Linked DNA regions of Danio rerio: region 1 is linked to region 2. A link is a contact called in public HiCAR-type data. All regions are on one chromosome and are shown on one strand. Each heading gives the region's core, a stretch centred on a gene start, on an enhancer-like site or on the middle of the called end of the contact. The rest is flanking DNA. Distances are from core to core; before and after follow the strand shown. Region 1 holds the start of smarcb1b (SWI/SNF related BAF chromatin remodeling complex subunit B1b). Region 2 holds the start of ulk1b (unc-51 like autophagy activating kinase 1).

The links. HiCAR-type assays count read pairs that join an accessible place to other places.
Region 1: a HiCAR-type map of caudal fin shows a contact between it and region 2, with 13 times the contacts expected there. The contact joins the promoter of smarcb1b here to the promoter of ulk1b in region 2. A contact is called at or near these places in 4 of 18 Hi-C or Micro-C datasets (caudal fin, embryo, hematopoietic stem cells and 1 more) and 2 of 4 datasets of contacts at active chromatin or transcription factors (caudal fin and embryo).

What each region holds. Positions count from the first base shown.
Region 1 is chr21:17,006,277-17,012,175 of GRCz12tu, reverse strand. smarcb1b (SWI/SNF related BAF chromatin remodeling complex subunit B1b) reads right to left here and starts at 2,604. Exons shown (of 10, transcript NM_131448.1): 1 at 2,504-2,604; 2 at 242-353; 3 at 1-104. The coding sequence starts at 2,587.
Region 2 is chr21:16,280,964-16,287,151 of GRCz12tu, reverse strand. It overlaps ulk1b (unc-51 like autophagy activating kinase 1), which reads left to right and starts at 2,794. Exons shown (of 28, transcript XM_068216020.2): 1 at 2,794-3,404; 2 at 3,835-3,927; 3 at 4,038-4,079. The coding sequence starts at 3,315.

The DNA.
Region 1 (5,899 bases), core at 1,355-3,854, 730 kb before region 2:
ATATGCCGGAGGCTCTGTGCTGATGGACACGGCTTTGTATTTCTCATCATTACCCTCGAAGATCTCCTCACATTCAGAAGCCTTCAGCAGGGTGACACTGGTGGCTAAAGGTGTGTAACCATGATCTAACACAAAAACAACACTGCACAAACTGCTGTCCAGAAGCAGGACTAGGAGATTATAAGGTGTGGATTGCTTATAGCTGCTTTCTGGACCTAATTGTTGAAAAGGAATCACTTACCGTGTGATGACGCTACAATCTTCTTCCTCTCCTCAACGGATGCAAGGCGTCTCCATAAAGAAGGGTATCGCTTATATAAGGAGCCTCTGAACATACGCAGGTAGTTGCCAACCTATAGAGCGAGAGTGTGCAAAAAACACTTTCAATTATATAAAATCACCTAGATTTTTGATAGCCTGAGGTAAAATGTAAATTCTCAGGTGAAATATCTTTTAGGGCAGCACGATTATTGGAAAAATCTAATCTCATTGGGACTTTTTTATTCTGGGATATATATATTGCGATTATGAATATAATTTCACTAGATGACTTAATTAATATTAATAAATTCATATTGATTGACAAGTATGCATTTAAGTATTTTATATGCAAAAGTGATGTATTACTATTTTATATTTAAGTGATTTATGATATGTTACCTTTCTACCTACCTTAGCATTTTAGTCAGTTTTTCCTTCTGACATGCTGATTTATTTGTAATTACATTAATTCCAACAAAAGCAACATTAACATTTTGGATTGCTCTTCTGGTTGTATGTTCTAGAGTCACAATGGAAAACAAAACTCCAACATGGCAATGAAAAATTGAAGACTACCTTATAAAATCTCAACAACAACAAAAAAGTATTCTGATTAACAAATAGGCCAAGTATGCTGATACCAAAATAAATAGGCATTGGACGATAAGAGTTTTGAAGGTATACTGCGGTTTGGAAAAGTCCAGGTTTAAAAACTGCCAAAATTTTCAGCTGTACTGTTACAATGTAAGATATGTAAGATATCAAAATATGCCATTTTGAAAATTATAGAAATCTGTGTTTTTGAAAGTAATTAAGACAGTGGAGGTCAATGCTTAATTTATATTATTTAGACTGACATGTTTACTGCTCATAAATACTATAAATGATTCTAAAATAAAATATATTGTGCTATATATAGGGACATTTTTTTTTAGATTTTTACCCAGACATTTGAATAAAATTTTTTTAGAGCAGTAATCACAATACCAAGAAATCATGATATTTTTTATCCATAGTTATCATACCGTCAGAAACTTGCCTAATGGGTTATATAAAATGCATGCGTTAGTTATGTAGCACACAATATAATGCCTAAGTTAAAAGCATTTTAAAATCATTTACTCACATGTGTTGTTTAAACTATATGTGGTTTTATTTTTCCTATGAAACACAAAAGATTTAATCTAATTTTTCCCCACTCACTTTCGTTTTGTATTAACATATCTAATAAAAACTGAGGTAAAGATGGTTTTATATTTGCACATTCGTTCAGTGACAACTTGTGAAATACCGTCTATATAGCGTACCATTGAGGAAAAGTAGGTTTTATATATACATACACAGTCAGAATTTATCCTTCATAATATAAATTTAGAAAGTATTCTTTGCAAATTCTAAATAGTGAATTATATTTGCAGCCAATGCCTATTAAAATAATTGTTTACAAAAAAATTGTTTACAGTCAAGTAGTGCTAATCTTGATTTGAAGTCACTTTCATGTGATTTCAGGCAGAATATTCAAAGTACTATGGTAAAGTTGTCACTGAATGAATGTGCGAACATAAAACTATCTTTATCTCAATTTGTTTAGTACGTTACTTTGAAAATTCGGAACAACGTTGAAAGTCATTGGCTGCTAAAATGATTAAACTATTTAAATTTGCAAAGAATACTTTCTAAAATGATATTATTAAGAAGGAAATTCAACTGTGTGAATATAAAACTAACTTTAACGTTACCCAAATTAAATAAAGTATGATTTTCAGTATATTGAGAGGGTGTCAGTCCATAACATTGTTGTAAACATATTTTGTGTTCAACCAATGTAGTTGCAATCATAAAAGTTTGGAACTACAGTAGTCCGAATACATAATGGCAAAACATTTCGGTGTAAACCATCACTGTAATATGTTTGTGGTGATGGGGTAACGTTACTTGTACACTATATAATAAGATACAACAATAATAATGTTCTCTATTAACTTGTTTGCCCCAATATAAAGTCGCACTTACAATCTGCGTTTTACACTTGAAACTAACTTTACTTTATATAGCAAAAGGGGTGACTGCAAACTTATTAAATCATTCATTCGTTAGCTCGATATGCAGATATGAGCATCTTTAACAAGCAAGAGCCAACAAAGAGAAGTCGAAGATGATGTTTTAGTGTTAATACAGCGACTACGTTGATGCATATCAGATGTAAACATTTGCGTAGTACTCAGAGCAACTGAAGACATACCTCTGAACCTATCATGTAAAAATCTCCATCTTCTTCGAGTTGAAATTTTATTGGTTTTTGTCCAAATGTTTTACTCAACGCCATCTTTGCGAACACAACACAATGAGAGACAACGCGCATGCGTACAAACGAAGCGTCGCGCTGGGACCAACTCACGCGCTGGGACGCCCCGCTGCGGTCCTGCAACAATGCCTACGGTTGGAGCACGAGTATGTTACAAAAAGAGTTCATAGTTTTGTTTGAAAAGCTAACAACCAATTAAAGCAAATGTAAAATTTAAAAGCAAGCAATTATTAGTGCACAATTAGCTCACAATAAACTCTAAAATATTACTTATAATCTTTTAAAAATGATTTGATTTGATTGGGGTAGGGTTATTTGGACCCCAAAATTCTGCGAGGGACCCTAAAAATGCAATATATATAGGCTTATAAGAAAATATACAAGATAAGAAAATATAGTTTCTTATAGGCTATAAATGTAGTCATCTAGCTTATAATGTGAAATATTACTGGGTCAGTTGGCATTTCTGTGTGGAGTTTGCATGTTCTCCCCCTGTTTGAGTGGGTTTCCTCCTGGTCTCCCCCCCCCCCCCCACCCCCCAAAGTCCAAAGACATGGGGTATTGAACAGGTGAATTGGGTAAGCTAAAAATGTCCTTAGTGTATTAGTGTATTTGTGTGAATGTGAGTGTATGTGTGTTCCCCATAGATGGGTTGCAGCTGCAGGTATCCGCTGCATAAAAAATTTGCTGGATAAGTTGATGGTTTATTCCGCCGTAGTGACCCCAGATTAAAAAAAGGACCAAGCCGAAAAGAAAATGAATGAATGAATATCTATATTTGATCAAATGTGGATAAATGTTTTTTTTTTTTTTTTTTGCACAATTTAATAGTTATTTTAATTATCATAATGATAATTGTTTTATGTTGGTTGGTTTTATGTATATATATATATATATATATATATATATATATATATATATATATATATATATATATATATATATATATATATATATATATATATATATATATATATATATATATAAATTCCTTCTTGCTTTCTTTATTAATTGAATTCTTCTCTTCTTCAAAGCTAAATCCAAGAAAGATGGCAGTTTCTTAAGTCAACAAGAAATATTGAATTGCATAAACAAGCCAAAACACTCAACAGGCAAGACAAATAAGGATTAGGTTGCTAAAAATATTTAAGACAATTAAAACCGCATTAGCCATTAAGCCTACATAAGAACAGCCTTGATATTTCACATCTAGTGCCAGATTACTTAAATTTATTTGCAATTATATGACTACTCTAAGTAGATTGAACATTTGGGGGAAAGGGGGGGTTCACTTGTGATTAAATGTACCAACATACATGTTTAACACAGACCTTTTTTAATGGTAATCAGAAGTTACATCTCCATTAGAACGGAAAAAACTCCATTCTTGTAGCACTTTACAAGTACCTGCATAGAAACTAAACCATTAACACGGGTCACAGTCTGAACTCGCTTCATTAACGTAAAAACATATTTTCATTAAACATGCTGCATTAAACATCACATTATCCTTTGGCTTGGAACATTAATAATCGGTCATTACGAATATGATTCAGAGTGAAATATTCTTCCTGAAGTAGTTTAATCATGTCCTTTGGTGTCCTTCAGGGAAAAAAAAAACAAATGTTCAGCTGAACTAAAAGATATGAGTGCACATGTGATAAGCAGGGAATGGTAAACTCTTTGGCAAAAACACTTTAAAAAGGAGATTCACCCTAAAAATGAATTGATCCTCATTGTTTATTAACAGTTTTGCTGGTCCATGTATTCCACCTGTCCAAAGTGCAGATATCTGTAGATTCCCTGACAACTGCAGGAGAGATATTCAGAGATAAAAAATATATATTTCAGAAAGGCTCACCCTTACTTCACAGTTTGAAGCTTGTTTATACTTTTATATGGGATAAATAATTGATCTTGTTAGTACATTTGAAGAATTTTTATTTGGAGTGTAATGGTGGAACCATAACTTTATTTTCTGTTGTTTTTTATTTGGATCTAAACTTTTGTTAGTTACTAACTTTTTCACTTGTTTTACTCATGATTTTCTTAAGGTATTTCCTCATTTCAGTTTGTGCTTTATCAGATTAAAAAGAACTTGCGTGGATTAAAAGTTAGATTTTTTTAATTATTAATAATTTTTGTCTATTTAAAAACATTTATTATACTATTATAAATCTTAATAATGAAATACCTTCATATCAAATTATTCCATTTTATTAATAATTTCTGTTTTCAGGGTTGCAAAAACATCTTTTTAATTCTAAATGTACCTTTTTTATTGCCAAATATACTGCTTGAATGATCTTAATAATGAATAATGCTTGTTGGTTTAAAGGACATGAAAATTAACCTTCAGTAAATGGCGGCATTCATCTATTCAAATGATTCATTCAGAAGTCTGATTCATTCAAGAAAGAGTCATGGCAGCATCTGAAATTCCACATAGGCTAGTATGTCAACTGTATGACAAAAAAGCCTATTTATTCATTCATTCATTCATTTTCTTTTTGGTTTAGTCTCTTTAATAATCAGAGGTCGCCACAGTGAAATGAACCAACAACTTATCCAGCATGTGTTTTACGCAGCGGATGCCCTCCCATATGACAAAATTTGGCCCAGATCTGGCTAACACAATCAGCTTTTGCTTTGCCCACATGCCGCAGTGAATTATGGTACATCATTGGACCAAGTCTGGCTTCCATACAAGGGCCAAACATGAACCATATCTTGACCAAGTCTCAGCCAAGTTCATAACCCATAACTGGGCCGGAACTGGGCCAGACTTGGTGTATCACGACTGCAATGAAAATGACTTCGCTTTAAGGCCACACTTTTTCTCGAAGCGGCCCGATGGTAAAATTTTTTCTTTAATTAAAAATGATTTAAATCTATTTTAAAAGTAGGTCAAGATAAGCCAAACATGTTCATTTTTAACATCTGGGTCAAATACTACATTTGACATCTGGCCCAAATCTTATGCGCTGCCTTAAAGATGGTGCCACCTCTGTGAAACCTGGGCCATGTTTGGCCCACATGCTGTATGCCAGTGCTGGATGAATGCCTGCTGTGCCAGATTCATGTCAAATCTGGGCCGGAATTCTTTGCTACCTGGGCTTCCGGCTGCAACCCATCGCTGGTAGGCATATTTATATACACATTAAAGTATATTATATATATATTCTATAATATACTGTAGATTTTAAACTCAAGTTTCAGTCTATACTCACAAAACATCCAAATTCAGCAAGATAAAATCTAACCTTAATATGAGTTTGAGTTTAATTTATAACTTGACAATGATCTTGGTACACAAAGGACTGCATGCTGCTA
Region 2 (6,188 bases), core at 1,545-4,044:
ATTGAAAGTTTGTACAAATTATATAATATATACAGATATATACAGATTTATATGATATAAATATTTTTTTTTTTAAATGCAACTGAAAAATAAAACCTGCAGAGGTTCAGACAGTTGTAATGCTATTCCAAACTATTCCACGTGATGGCATCTGAAGCACGCAATACAGAAATTTCTGCCTGCCATCTGGATTTTTTATTTTTTATCAATTTTAACAGTTTCAAACTAATTCATATACAGATGTCGAACTGATATAATATATATATTATATAGCCTATATATCTATATATATATATATATATATATATATATATATATATATATATATATATATATATATAGCCTGTGTAGCCTACTTTACATTATATTTGTATTTTTTTTCTCTTTGTAGCTTATTGTATTGGAAATCTTTAAAAAACTTCCTATTTGAGTTGCCATTCCTACATGTGTTATTTTAATATGTCAATGTAACAAATCTTTGATTTTATTTTATTTTATTGCACATGACGTGAAACTGTGAAAAATGAAAAGAGGATTTGGTTTACCCTGACTAAATTAAGTCTGAAGTAAAAAAAAAAAACTAAAAAAAAACAAAAAAACTAAAAAATAAATATATATATATATATATATATATATATATATATATATATATATATATATATATATATATATATATATATATATATATATATATATATATATATATATATATTTATATATATATATATATATATATATATATATATATCATGTACAATTTACTTAAAAATATATAGGCTAATATATAGTTACTTAATTTGATATATAGGCCTATGATTTGTAGTTTTCTTTTAATTTGCAAAAAAAAACAGTTGACATGTTTGTATCAATATTTGTACACAGTACAGAATATGAATTTCATTGTCAATGAACAAAGATACAAAAAAGAGAAAGAACACAAAATAACCTTGAGGGTAAGACGTTTAAGGATCAATTACAATACATATATTAAAATCATTACAAAATGAAATAGTTCTGTTGGCTTTTTTTCAGATAATGAAATTTTAGTGACTAACTTCTTGTAAAAGAAAACAGGAAAATATGGCTTGGTATGAGTAAATTTGCATTTGTGGATATGGAATTTACAAAGAAAATAAACTAAATTTATAATAAAACAAACATTTCTTTTACTAGAGACAGATTCATAATAATCAAAAATAATATCTTTAAAAGTAACAGAAACATTTTGTTGTATATTATCATTACAGTTTTTCCCAATTGCTTACCCACAATTACTTGTACTTCAATGACTAGAACATGTAACTGATGCACCAACCCCCTGAACCAATTCTGCTAAACTACAAGCACAATTCCTGTTTTACACTCAAATTGCAGGTTTAAAACACACTTTTTGCAAAACATTCTCTGTATTTGGCACAATTTTTATGCAGAAAATTTCGTTTTCACAAGGAACACACTGACGTTCAAAATTGTAAAGTCAGTTGTGCTACTTTGCATACTAACTCATCACATGAGTAAACACCTGTCACACAGAATTGCAATTTAGAAATCAGAGCTCATCTGGTTCATAACTGGTTCACTGCCCACCCACGTTTTTTAATTGAAAAAAAAAACTGTTTCTGTATGAAATTCACAAAATTTACATTTTACATCAATATATATATATATAGTTTAATAAGATAAAATCGGTTGATTAACTTACAGTTTTTGCAACTGCTTGCACACAAAATCTTTTCTCGTCACACAATTTCTGAAACATCTCACTCAAAATGCAAACTATGTCCAAAACCAGAAGCTATTTCTCAGCCTTAAACTCAGTTTTCAAATGCATAAAACAATTTTTAAAAAAACGCTACACACAATTCTCTACCCAAAACACAGAAATTGAACAGGAATCTACTTGCTTTTCTTTTCCAGACAAAACCAATCAAAATGTTACACTTATTCACCAAGACACACTGACACACGCACAAACACACATACACACGCACGCAAGCACGCACGCACACACACACACACACAGACACACAATCCTTAAATGTGGAAACACAATTCTTTACTGATCACTAACCAATCACTGCTTTACAGTAGTATAGGCCTAAATGTGTCTGTACTTCAGACACAAAATTAAAGACACACTGTGCATAGTACAGTAATGATTGTATTGCATAACTTTACCTGGACAAACTGGTGACAGTCTTTTTTGATGCACTTAATATTCCTTTTAAAAACCTCAAGAGTCCTCTTTTAGAACATATCATGTGATTGGAAAAACCTCAACACCTAATTGTGGTTCCTAGATGGGAATCTATTGTGATTTAAATATTTACATAACTGCAATAAGCTGTTTCTCACTGGAAATGTAATAAAATACAGAGAATATACTTGTGTTTCAATTCACAATGTGAAGCATGTGATGTTCACAGCAGTTCACTTTGACTTCAGCCTATGTAGATTATGTTTAGAACTTGATGTTATCTGTCATGACATACAGTGTGAAAGCATTTGTAAATTTGACTGTAAAATTACATTGCTTTGGTCTTGGTGGAGCTTGGGTGTAAAAGAAGTTCATACTGTATGCATTTTGTATCAAATCAACAAGATTTATGTGTTAATTGTATAGCCTACAAAAACGGATGTTGTGCTTACCGTGTTAAGAGTTTAAGAAACTTGGTAAATGTATTTAAAAAACTGTCATAGCGATTGTAAAAAAAACTAATTTGTGTCACTGTGACGCGAACGTGACAGCGCTTCCCTGACGTCAACAAATGAGCCTGGGTGAAATGTTTGCGCGCATGCGCAACACTGCAGCCCTCGACTAAATTGAGGTCTTTGTTGAGACCAATAGACAAATCTTGCTCGAGCTTTACCGATACCTCAGGGATATTTAGTGAAAAGACAACCGTTTTATGCACAGTCGTGAACAAGTAGGCTTCATGTTATCCCGAACACGAACGCGAGGAAATTAGCAGAGCTGACAACATCGGATGTACACAAACAAACCCATCGCTGTCGTTTTAAGGTGGTATTTTTCAGCGTGACGATTTTATTTATTGAACATTTACGACAATCGCTTTCGTCGAAATGGGGAACTGACATATTTAAAAGGAGTAGATTTCCTCTTCACATCCAGGATATCATGAAAGAGGAGAGCATTTGTATGGAAAGGCTGCCCATGGCACGCAGAAGTGGGTTTCAACTTTCCAGCTGCCTCGTCCAGACAGAGGAGAAGAGGGACGCAGAAAGAGGATATTTGTGGGCCAGCTTTATTTCACATAAATAGTCCAACTGCAATATTTGGGATCAGGTCGGAGATGGAGACTGTCGGGAAATTCGAGTTCAGCAGGAAGGACCTCATAGGACACGGTGCCTTCGCAGTGGTTTTCAAAGGCAGACATCGAGAGGTGAGATACGTTAATAGTAACGTTATCTGGAAAAAAAAAAACAAATGTCTCAAAGTATTTTAATTTGCGGCAATGGTGTTATTGTGCGGTTTTTCTAAATTTGGTTTGTTTACATACTGGTTGCAGAACTAACATTACCACCTTAAAGGCCTCGAGCACAACAGATGGAGACGAGAACGAGAGATTAAAGCCAAATAATATATAACAGAGTTGTGGAAAGCTTTAAAAGCACATTATATACATGTATCCGAGCTTTAAATGTGTCATTTCCGATTTATACATGAAAGCTAATGAGAGAAACTGGGAAACAGTAGAAACAATAACACTGGCTGACTATAGACATGAACGGGCATGTCATTGTACACGTTTTATACAGTATAAACTACAAGGGGATTATGTATAATCTCTTAAATTGTTCACATTTTTTCAGAAGCATGAATGGGAGGTTGCCGTCAAATGCATAAACAAGAAGAATTTGGCCAAATCGCAGACTCTTCTGGGCAAAGAAATCAAGATATTGAAGGTGAGTTTTGGTTTTAATGACAATGCATTGCATATTCAGACCATAAAATTAAGTGTGAGCGAATATAAGTGTGTTTAAGTACGCAAATAATTCGTATTTGTTATTTCTAGGAACTGAAACATGAAAACATCGTTGCATTGCACGACTTTCAGGTAGGTTGATTTGAATCTGAATTTTGCAAATATTTGAAATAATATAAATTGCTAGATAACTTCATATATTAATTAATTTACTAGTTATCATGCATTAAAATGCTCCTGAGTCTTGTTTGACTTTCTTTGCAGTGATTGGTTAAAAGCAGTCACATGTTCCTCTGTTGACATGACATGTGCACTTGTTTTTAATGAGTGTGCTGCAAGGCATTATGGGCATTGGAGTCTGGGTTACACAATTGTTTTTTTACAAGAGGGATAGAAATCGATTTAATTTTGTTTTCTCGTTTGATCCAGCATATGAAGTTCATTGGCACACAGTAAATGTCTTATTGCGAGTGAAAGCTGCAACGCCAGACTGTTAAATGGTTTCATTGAAGTATTGACACGCTTTTCAAACACCTGGGTTCTCAGTATTAGCTCTGTCCTTAGGGTCATCCGGAGGTTAATATGCCAGGCATGTTTTATTGGTTTAGGGTAAAGCCAGTTGGACTTCAGAATACATGTTGTATCTCCAACCATTAGTAGATCTAATTTAAAGCAGTGTTTGTTTTTGAACCGAACTTGTAACCATATTAATTAGTTTAATCCCTTTTGTACTTGGCACTCATTTATGTTTCTAGATAGCAGTACCAACAACATTAGTCCTTGAAAACCAGTTAATCAGGTTACAAAAAAACATTGAGCTTTCATGCAAGGGTGTGAAATGTAATTTGACTTTGATCTATATACTATACCACACCACTAAAAGATTTCAATACAGTGCAAGTACTGTTTTTAGTTAGTATTCCCAGTTTACACTGAGGTTGATTGATGTTGCTTTTGTCTCCAATCGGTTAATGGCAGTTTTGTGAAGGAAGGCTCACACTCTGGTGTTGCTTTCAGAAGGTACAGCTCAAGTGTCTCGGTTCACATACTTCTCTGATCTGACCTCCTCTCACATCATCTGGATAGTCACACCACTTTCTGCTGTGGTGTTGCCTGTCTGTGAATTGAATGCATTAAAGTTTGAGGAGTTATCCTTGCACTACCCTGAAGGGAACAGTCACAGTGAGCTTCTTGGCTCTTTGCCACATGTGACAAACTTGTGCTTGTTTGTGCAGGATAACCCTGGCAAGAGTTAATCTGGTCATCTCTCCCTTGAGAACATAGAAACAAGCTTTCAGGCAGAGCTTATTTTTAGTGCAACCGAGCTATTTGATTATTAATATTAAAGAGACACATAGATATTAACTTCTTTATTCTTTTAATGAAAGTTTATTATTATTATCATTGTTTTTTTTTTCATTATTTGGATCTTTTTTTTTTTCTTGATTTGAATATTTTAGCATTCATAGAACAATTCAATTTAAGCCCTGGTCAGATCACACGATTTTTAATGTCGGTTACAAAGTCACTATGTCAGATTATGTGATTTTGGTCTTGATAAAATCTTGACTTGTCGTGGCTAACAAATGTGCAAGACTATTCGTTCCTTCACGATCAGTCATCTCGTGATATCTACAGCGAGTGTTTTTTCTCAAAGCAGTCACGAGTGTTGCTATAACAATATTTCTTTCCTCAATTTCAATTTTTTTTTCCTTTTTTAATCTTAATAAACACTGATGCTTGCAGATAATAACTACATTATTTAAGGACATCCTTTACACCAGAGATAGGATCAAACTTATGATTCCTTTTAATATTAAAATTTTTTTGTTGAAATCTAAATGTGTATTTTCCTGCCATAGGTTTCCTATTAAACAATCCCTAGCCTGAACTTGCCGCGGGTGAGACAAAGAAAATGAAAGCACATAAGCACCAAGGAAAAATCAGATGCGCTAGACATAATCTTTAAAATAATGACATATAAAAAAATTTGCAAATATATAACTGAGATTTATGATACAATCTCAGTGTAGCATTTATTAAAACCTTATTTTGCTCAGAGTGAAACAAATCATCCACCTGTATAGTTGAGTAGTGGAGGGGCACAAACAAAAATATATTTTGTGTATTTTTCTTGGAAAAAAAAATTTTTTTTAAACGAATTTCATTTGCTATAATTTTAATCTTAATTTTAATGTATCTTTTGTTGGTCAGTTGTCTATAAATAAGAATAATGAATAA